Regions from separate parts of the Zea mays genome. Here region 1 is linked to region 2. Evidence: chromatin contacts called from public Hi-C data. All regions are on one chromosome and are shown on one strand. Each heading gives the region's core, a stretch centred on a gene start, on an enhancer-like site or on the middle of the called end of the contact. The rest is flanking DNA. Distances are from core to core; before and after follow the strand shown.

Region 1 (5,137 bases), core at 1,607-4,106, 73 kb before region 2:
TTTATGTGAAAATATGTTGTGCTATATAGCTGTTGATATATTTGTTATGTTGTGGAATGTGGTGTAAAATAAAAATAAACGGCATTTGTAATGCTGGTCAAATTAACTTCCTAGAGGCCGGGCTACAGTCAGCCGTAGGAAGTTAGTCGTAAGAAGTTAGTCAGCTGACGGCGCTGACGGCGTGAAGCTACTAACTTCCGAGAACCTACTAACTTCTGAAAGGCTTCTATGGCTATAGGAAGTTAGATAACTTCCTCGAGGGCTCTAGGAAGTTAAGCTAACTTCCGACAAAAAAATTTCGAGAGCCAAACTTCCGACGGGATGGCTTAACTTCCGAGAGTTTACCTAACTTCCTAGAGTTTAGGGCTAACTTCCTACGGTTTAGGCTCTAGGAAGTTCACTATTTTGGTGTAGTGACTCTAATGAAGTACCGGGTTCTGATACCAATTGAAAGTCGCCTAGAGGGGGGTGGATAGGCGGAATCTGAAATTTATAAACTTAAGCACACACTACAAGCCGGGGTTAGCGTTAGAATTAAATCCGAGTCCGAAAGAGAGGGAAAACAAATCAACCAAGAAATAAAGCGGATGAACACGGTGATTTCTTTTACCGAGGTTCGGTTCCAAAGAACCTAGTCCCCGTTGAGGTGGTCACAAAGACCGGGTCTCTTTCAACCCTTTCCCTCTCTCAAACGGTTACTTAGACCGAGTGAGCTTTCTCCTTAATCAAATAGGCCACTTAGACCCCGCAAGGACCACCACACACTTGGTGTCTCTTGCTTTGATTACAAGTCACTTGAGAATAAGAATTAGAGAAGAAGAAAGCACGATTGCAAAAGCCAAGCGACAATAGCGACAAATAACACACAGATCACTCTCTCTCTCAAGTCACTAATCACTAATGATCACTTGTCTCAATTGTGGAACTTGGAGAGATTGGAAGCTTTGATTGTGTCTTTGAATGGATTGCTAGCTCTTGTATTGAATGTGAAGTATTGGAGTGCTTAGGTGTAGTGAATGGAGGAGGTTGGGCTTGTATTTATAGCCCCCAACCACTTCCTAGTCGTTGCTCCTTTTCTGCCGACCGCGGACGGTCCGCGCCCCTGATCCAGACGGTCCGCACCCTTGGTCCGGACGGTCCGCCCCTGTACATCAACGTCTGAAATCGCAATGGTCAGCAGTAACGGCTATATCAACGACTACTATGCATTAAATGCGTCGTCAGATGTCAGGTGCGGCAGTCGCAGACGGTCCGGTCGTGCACCCCGGACGGTCCGCGAGGACGCTAAAATTACATTTTACCGAACCTGTCACCTTCGGGGTTTTCTAGTTTTCACCGACCGGACGGTCCGCGCCTGAGGCCGGACGGTCCACGCTTGGTCTCGGACGGTGCTCGCTTCTCCGTCGGACGGTCCGTAGTGTAGACTTGTGTTTTTGCAGTGTTCCTGTCCGAGGGTCACCTTGGTGCCGCGGAAGGTCCGACGCAAGGGCCCGGACGGTCCGCGCGTAGATGTTTTTCCAAAAAGCTTCTCCTGTCCGGAATAGTCTACGGTATTCTGGGCAGTCGACTTAAAATGGTTGTAGATGAACTTATGCACCTGTGAAATGATCAACTGGGCAAACTGGTTAGTCCACAAGGTTTGTGATGGTCGTCAAACACCAAAATCGATTATAGGAAATATTGAGACTATTTCCCTTTCATCATCAGTGTTTAGTTGGTTTTAGATATACAATATATGTGATTTTATTTGCAGATACTCAAGTTTAGGATAAGAAACAAAGATTCAGAATTTTTGCTCTCACTTGTTATTCTCGTCCTTTTGGTATGAATTTTAATGTATATTCACATTTGATTGTAAATTGATTTGTATAATTTGTAAGATTGTGATCCATATTATGTGTTACTTGTTTTTATGTAATCATTGTGCATGAATAATTTGCGTGTCATTGCAACGCACGGGCACTTGACTATTGACTAGTCTATACTATACTTAAAGCACCAGTTTCAACGGTCGTCCTGTGTCATCTTTTTTGCAAAAAAAAACCCTTATACTTCTTTCAAATGAACCCGCCGAGCATCTCAACGGCCTCGCGCAACAGTCGCCGTGCCATCCCTAAACCCCAACCCTTGCCCCTGGCGTCCCCGTCATCCCCACCACCGGGCCGAGCATCTCAACAGCACAACAGCCGTCGCGCCATCCCTAAACCCCGACCCTTGCCCCTGCCGTCCCCGCCACCGGCCTATAGCCACCGCACATGCCAGCCCCGGCGCCGTCCCCGCCACCGGCCTCATGCAACAGCCGTCGCGCCATCCTGACCCTTGCCCCTGCTGTCCACACCGTCCGCGCCACCGGCCTCACGCAATATCCGTCGCACATGCCACACATGCCAGCCCCGGCCTTGCGCCCCGGCATCCGCGCCCGGCTGTTGCGGGAGACGCCGTCCCATCCGAATCCCCCCTCTCCCTTAGATATAAAGGTTCGTCCTCCTCAGCAGTCCTCTTGGACGCGACTCCTTCATGCTCTCCTCTAAGCTCCAGCTACGCCTCGGTCGCGTGCCCCCTGGTCTCTAGCCATCGTGCGGTAATCTTCATGTGCTGTGCACACTGCTCCCTCCCCTTTTCAATTGTCGATCAGTGAAGAAGGTAGGATTGGGCCATTGCTCGCCATGATTTTTGCCGGAGAGGGAGGGCCGGTTGGTGGCCAGCGCCACCAGTTCTTGGCGTGGCTGGTTTTTAGATTTACAATATATGTGAAGTTAGAATGCTTCAGGTATGATTGGCCAGCCCATAAACCCATGAGACTTATGACTACATACAGATCCGGTGCTAAACCCTAACATTTATGCCGCCGCCCGATTGCCTCAACCCCGCGTGCGCTGCCGCCGTCACGCGAGAAGCGGTCGAAGCTCCGCCTCAAGGGAAGCCCTCGAGTGCTTGCTAGAATTCTCCAGGTATGATTGGCCTTTGCTTTTCATTGATTTCTGTAGTCTGAACCTCTTCTGGTCCACAAGAGTCACCGGTGAAGGCGCATCGTCACGGAGCTGGACGACCGCACAGGGAGTCATGCCTCCTCCTTGATTCCTTCTCCGTTGTTGACATGTGAATTTTATTATACTATGTGCTTTGGATTTAGGAATCGCTTAGGGCTCTATGGAATGCCTCCTTTCCTGATACAGAGCTCACTAGCTTAGTTTCAGAATAGTGGAAAGACATGCGGTGGCAGGGCATCAACCCAATGATTGATTTCCTTTTCATCATGATTTTGTTGCCATCTTTTTATGGTGTACCCAGATAACCACTATTCAATAGCATCTATATTATATTATTTAATTATTGTTCGGAGATGTCCTATTTGGCATCTTTTGTTTTATTCCCAGCTGCCTCTTGAAAGAATACTTGGACTTGAGGGTACCCATGAGTGTGTGGAAGATCAAGGAAGACTAACCAGGGTTGCAGTAGTAAAACACAAAACTGATGCTTTTATGAGCCATATGTTCTACACGTACTTAAAGTGTATCGTAACTGTTAGAGTATATGGCTAGGCCCATGTGGCCCATGTACAAACACTATATAGCTACCCTATAGGGTTAGCCCTAATATACAATTATTACCTCTAACATGGTATCATCAGCCCAGGTTTTCCTCCCTCCCCTACAGTCGTCGCCGCCTCCCTCTCCCCTATAGCCGTCGCTGCCGCTCCTCCCCAGGCGTGCGTCGCCGCCGCTCCTCCCCATGGCTGGCGAGCAGCCTCCTCTCTCCCCCTCCACCTTCCCACCCCTCTCCTCCTGGGCGCGGGCCGCCTCCCCTGGCAGGCGTGCCGTCGCTTCCTCTCCTGGCCGCGCGGGCAGTGGGGCCGCCGTCGCTGCCGTGGGGGGCCACGCGGGCCCTGCCGCTGCTGCGGCCGCCGTGGGTGGGCGCGCCCCCCTGGCCCCTCCCTACCCCCTCCCAACCGCCGCCGCTGCCTCCCCTGCGGGTGCGCAGGCGCTGGTGGTGGGGGCGTGGGGGTCCGTTCCCGCCTCCCCTGTGCTCGGGGCGACGTGGGGGCAGGGCCCACCGCCGTCGGTGGGGCCCTCACTGCTGCGGGCACCGCCTCGGTGAAAGTCGCCTAGAGGGGGGGGGTGAATAGGCAAATCTAAAATTTATGAACTTTAAGCACAATCTACAAGCCGGGTTAACGTTAGAAATATAATCGAGTCCGAAAGAGAGGGCGAAAACAAATCACAAGCAAATGAAAGCGGATGACACGATGATTTGTTTTACCGAGGTTTGGTTCTTACAAACCTACTCAATGTTGAGGTGCTCACAAAGACTGGGTCTCTTTCAACCCTTTCCCTCTCTCAAACGGTCACCTAGACCGAGTGAGCTTTCTCCTTAATCAAATGGGTCACTTAGACCCAACAAAGACCACCACACAATTGGTGTCTCTTGCTTTGATTACAAGTCACTTGAAGAATAAGAATGAGGAAGAAGAAAGCATGATTGCAAACACCAAGCGACAAGAGCGACAAATAACACACGGATCACTCTCTATCTCTCAAGTCACTAATCACTAATGATCACTTGTCTCAATTGTGGAACTGGGAGAGATTGAAGCTTTGATTGTGTCTTGGAATGGATTTCTAGCTCTTGTATTGAATGTAGATGATTGGAATGCTTGGATGATATGAATGGAGGTGGTTGGGGTTGTATTTATAGCCACCAACCACTTCCTAGTTGTTGCTCCAATTCTGCCAACCGCGGACGGTCCGCGCCCCTGGTCCGGACGGTCTGCCCCTCCACATCAACGGCTGAAAACGCAACGGTCAGCAGTAACGGCTATATCAACGGCTATTTTGCATTTAATGCATCGTCAGATGTCAAATAAAGGCAGTCGCGGACGGTCCGGTCGTGCACCCCGGACGGTCCGCGAGGACGCTATAATTCATTTTACCGAACCCGTCACCTTCGGAATTTTTGGTTCCTCACCTATCGGACGGTCCGCGCCTGAGGCCGGACGGTCCGCGCGTGGTCTCGGATGGTGCTTGCTTTTCCTCCGGACGGTCCGTAGTGTAGACTTGGATTTTTGCATTGGTTTTGTCCGAGGGTCATCCTGGTATCGCGGATGGTCCGCCGCAAAGGCTCGGACGGTCCGCGCTTA
Region 2 (4,540 bases), core at 872-3,371:
GTGCCCGTACCCGCGGCGGGGAAGCTCGCCGGAGACAAGGGGCGCGGGGGCTCCACGGGTCTTAGGGCGACCGGGATGGTCTGGGAGATTGGGGAAGGCGCGGGGAACTTACTGGCGGGGGCTAAATCGCGGTAGGGGCACCAGAGGGTGGCGGCCCACGGCGAGATGGCTCGGCGGCGGCGCCAACCGACTCCGACGAGAAATTAAGCGCAGCAGGGAGCAAGGGAGGGAAAAGGAGAGGGCAGGGGAGGTTCCTTACCTCAAGGTGTACCCCAGGGACCTCTCAGTGGCGGCGAAGGCGCGACGACGGCTCGGGTCAACGGTGGCGGACCACGGCGGCTGCGCGGAGGACGGCGGGTGAGCGTGGGCAGAGGAAATCAGGGAGGGAGAGGAGAAATTGGAGTGTGTCCCGAGTTGCGGACGTCGAGGCAAAGCTCACCGTGGCAGAGGGCACGGCGGGGCTCCGACGCCGACGGGGAAACGGGCTCGGGACGGCGGCGGGCAACGGCGGCTCCTCTCTGGCGTGCGCGCAGCGTGGGGGAAGGTTGAAAAGGGGTTCTGCAGGTGCGCAAATGAGGGAGGGAGAGGGTGAGCGGGGCTCTGGGGCTCAAGTAGCCGAGGGCGGGGCGGTTGCGAGCTCTACGCGCGACGTGGGCGCGGAGTCCTCGGCACGCGCAGCTCGGAAGGGCGGTTACGCGGGGACGAGGGAGCTGACAGAGGGGGCCCGCGAGCAGAGAGAGCGAGGGAGCGGGCGCACGCGCGGGGAAAGCGGCCGCGCTGATAGGTAGGCCCGCCAGGACAGAGAGAGGAAGGGGGGGAAAGGGCACGCGCGCGGGATGGGCCGGCTGGGCCGAAAGGCCGAGGGGAACAGGGGGTGTGGGCCACTTTTCCTTTTTCTTTTATTTTAGCAATTGTTTTCCCTTTTCTTTTTATTTACTCCATTTGATTCAATTCCAAATATGCCACAAATTCAAATTAGCACCCTCAAGCATATGCATCAAACAAAAGTGAAGTTTAGGGTTCAACATGATGCAACATTTTATACTCCCTTGGAGTTTAGCCTACTAGATTATAATTACAAATAAAGAAATAACCATCCTTCCTCTATAGAAAAGAGAAAGAGGAGATTGGGAAAGGTGTGAAGGGAGGAGTAACACCTGAATTTGTGAATATGAGCAAAGAAATTTTATACCCCAAATTTAGGGTGTTACATTATCCAAAATGTATTTTCGAAATTAGTGAATGATTCTTTTCATTCACTTGGCTGAAATCTTTAGTTTCCTACTGGGATATACTCTGATAGTTTCAACTTTCAAGGGAGCAATTGGAGCTTCCAGTAGTAAAAAGGCACATTAGTGAACTGACACAACGTTTTGCCTGTCGAAAGGTATGAAAACACTTGCCCTTTACTTACTCTAGAACAAAGTCAAAATCAATTATTGCAAGAAATCAGATAGAAAACAAGTTCATCTATATATTAGGTTGCACATGGAAATATCTATATCCAATTGTTCATTTATATAATTTTGAATATGGTCTTTCAAGTGTTTGATGTTGTTGGCAAGCATAAGGAATTGATGACAATCCTGTGACGAATTCAAAATGGTATCTCTGGTCATGACTTGGTATTAGGATAAGGATTTGTTGTGCATGGGGCCCAAGAATACAAGAATAAGAGAACTTTTCTGAATATATGAATTATTGCAGTGAATTATTGCAGTTTGCTTCTAGATGACTATAATGAAAAATCAAAAGTGTTCACCTCTGAAGAATAAATACCATATTAGTCTGAAGCTTTATACTACCTCTGGTCTCAAAAACATATCGCTTATGACAATACAGAGTAAACATAAGACTAAACATCATTAACTTTGTTGGAGACATGTAGGGTAGATATGTATTAGAAAAAACACTTGCAGAATATAATATATTTGAAGGACTCTAAGAATATGTTCTGTAAGCTATTAGCGACCAAAGGTATGCATCAAAGACCTTACACAGTATCTAAATAAATGTACTGATAAAAATAGCTGGCCAATTTACCGTGGACTGTGGTTATAGCTGAGTGGTATTGTGATACTACATTTCCCTACATTTTATATTGATAAGCAGCAGTATTTCTATTGTGCTCCCTAATGTATTATGTACTTATCAGTTTAGCATACCATGCACTCTACAGTACTGTGGGTGCTGAATGCCTTGTAAGTCATCTTTTTCTTTTCTTGTCTAATGCTAGCTGATCATCGCCTCTCTTGGTGACAGGATACTGCTACTGTTTTTTCTTTTATTCCGCTTAGGTCTACCTTGTATATTTTAGTAGTTTTAAGTACTCTTCTTCATCCTTTAACCGTCACTATTTTTTGCCTTTCCCCACTTCATGCACGTTATTGTTACATTTGTAACTCCTTTCACTTTGAATTTTATCTTTTTGCTGGCGTTGAATATATTATTATCCTTCATATAGTTGTGTTCTTTGATAATGTGATAGGTAATGCTTGGTGTTGATCAACTTGACATGATTAAGGGAATTCTACAAAAGATTCTGGCATTTGAAAAGTTTCTTGAGGAAAACCCAGACTGGAACGACAAAGTTGTTCTTCTGCAGATTGTTGTATCAATAAGAACTAACGTCCTTAAGTGCATGAACGCTTTCTGTGTTCTACCTTCATTTGCTAATACTTAATGCAAGTTTGCAAGTATGTGTGCAGCATAGAAGGTTCAGAAATATGATTTGCTTACTCGCATGAATTCTTAATTTACTCGTCATTTAAAAAAGTCTCTTATATTACTTTGTAATCAATTTGTCGTCTCGGCCAGATCCACAGTTAAACATTTAATTGGAAAATACACATGTCTTTATATTTTATACTCTATAATCAAATGTACATATATATGAAAATCGTAGCAACACACGAGAACTTTACTATATGTAATCGTTGTGTACTAGCATTTTGTCAAATATTTTGTATGTCGTTGCAGCGCATAGGCACCTAACTAGATGCTAATTATTAAGTGCATCATTGTTTAGTTGGTTTTTAGATATACAATATATGTGATTGTAAGTGCAATCAACCCCAAGTGAGGGTTTTGGTGATTTAATGACAAAACAAATAAGGGTACTAACAGTTTTTGTTCTCAGTGTTTGATTAGAAGGAAACAGGAACTTAAGGAAGCACCAAGGACTTCATGCAACGGACGTATAAAATTTATGTAAAATCTTGTGTTGCATGATGTAATTCTTCCTTGTTCTTTTCCGCACAGGTATAGGTGTTTGCTATAGCTCAAGTCCTCTAATTCAAAAGCTATTTTTGAAAACCAAAAATCTCTTTAACATTATTTGGTTGACCATGGTTTGGGTTGAGAAACTTAGAGTGTTCTTGCTGAAAAGCAGCTGAACTTCTTCAACTGCAGTTGAGCTTTCCAGCTAAACTTAACTTCAGTTGTGATGAGCTTCTTCAGCTGCAGCTGAGCTGGACTTCAGCTGAGTTGGACTTTCAACTCCAGCTGAACTTCAACTTCAGCTATGGACCTCTTTGACCATACCCAGCTGAACTTGCCCCCGGGCAGCTGAGCTAGGGTTTTCTCTCCAAAACTCTCTGGTCTAGACCAGCTGAACTGGTCCTGGGGGGCAGCTCAACTGGTCTCTGACCCTCTGACTTCTGATCTGCAGTCTGCCAGTCAGACTGGCAGTCAGGTCGCCAGGGGTGTCAGGGGGCGGTTCAACCGCCCTAGGGGGCGGTTCAACCGGTCCTGGCCTGTCTGACCCGCCTGCGGGTCAGTCTGCCAGTCAGTCTGGCAGTCAGACTGGCAGACAGACTGCTGACCTGTCAGGGGGCGGTTCAACCGGTTTTCAGCGGGGTTTTTGGTCAAACGGCTAGTTTTTGAGTCGTGACTATAAATAGAGCCCTCTCTCTCTCTTCTTCAATATGGCTGAACACTCACTCATTTATTGCTCACCTAACTTGAGACAAAGCACTCATCTCTCCATCTCTCTCACACTTAAATCTTCCTCAAGATTCAACCTTGTTGGAGGAGCTCTTGGGTGTGAGGTTTGTGTTTGTGCTCACGATATGTTTTTCCTCTCCCATCTCTTTTACAAAGACTTGAGCTTGTGCAAACCCCTCTTGTGCGTTCTTGGTGTTCTTGAAACCCTAGGTTTTAAGATCTTTTGAGATTGCTTGGGAGTCTCCAAATTTGTGGATGACCCCAAGAAGTTTGTATCACCCGCTCTTTGAGCTAAGATAAGAAGAGATTGCCTTGACCTTTGTGGTCGGCTTTTGGAGGATTAGAGTTGAAAAAGACCCGGCCCTTTGTGGGCTCCTCAACGGGGAGTAGGACACCTTTGTGGTGTGGCCGAACCTCGGATTAAATCTTGTGTCTTGTGTTCTTGCTTGTTTTAACTTGAGATATTTTTACTTGCAAGATTGACATAAAGATTTTTCCGTAGAGTTTATCTAGAAGTAAAATAGCCTTTACATATTCATCTTTTCATCCTCACTTAGCTATATCTTACTTCTCTCAAGAACTTGCGAAATACTTT

Evidence for each region. Hi-C and Micro-C count contacts between places; a contact is called where the count stands out from the background.
Region 1: a Hi-C map of endosperm shows a contact between it and region 2, with 2.8 times the contacts expected there. The contact joins two enhancer-like sites. A contact is called at or near these places in 7 of 25 Hi-C or Micro-C datasets (ear, endosperm and leaf).

What each region holds. Positions count from the first base shown.
Region 1 is chr5:89,523,415-89,528,551 of Zm-B73-REFERENCE-NAM-5.0, reverse strand. No RefSeq gene overlaps it. Among protein-coding and RNA genes, the nearest start is that of LOC100275702, 33 kb to the left of the region's middle. Within about 2 kb of position 2,856, at least 1 of the 20 cell types and tissues checked has an H3K27ac peak or open chromatin away from gene starts, as enhancers often do. A contact at or near this core is called in endosperm, where this site is marked.
Region 2 is chr5:89,450,617-89,455,156 of Zm-B73-REFERENCE-NAM-5.0, reverse strand. No RefSeq gene overlaps it. Among protein-coding and RNA genes, the nearest start is that of LOC109939734, 10 kb to the left of the region's middle. Within about 2 kb of position 2,121, at least 1 of the 20 cell types and tissues checked has an H3K27ac peak or open chromatin away from gene starts, as enhancers often do. A contact at or near this core is called in endosperm, where this site is marked.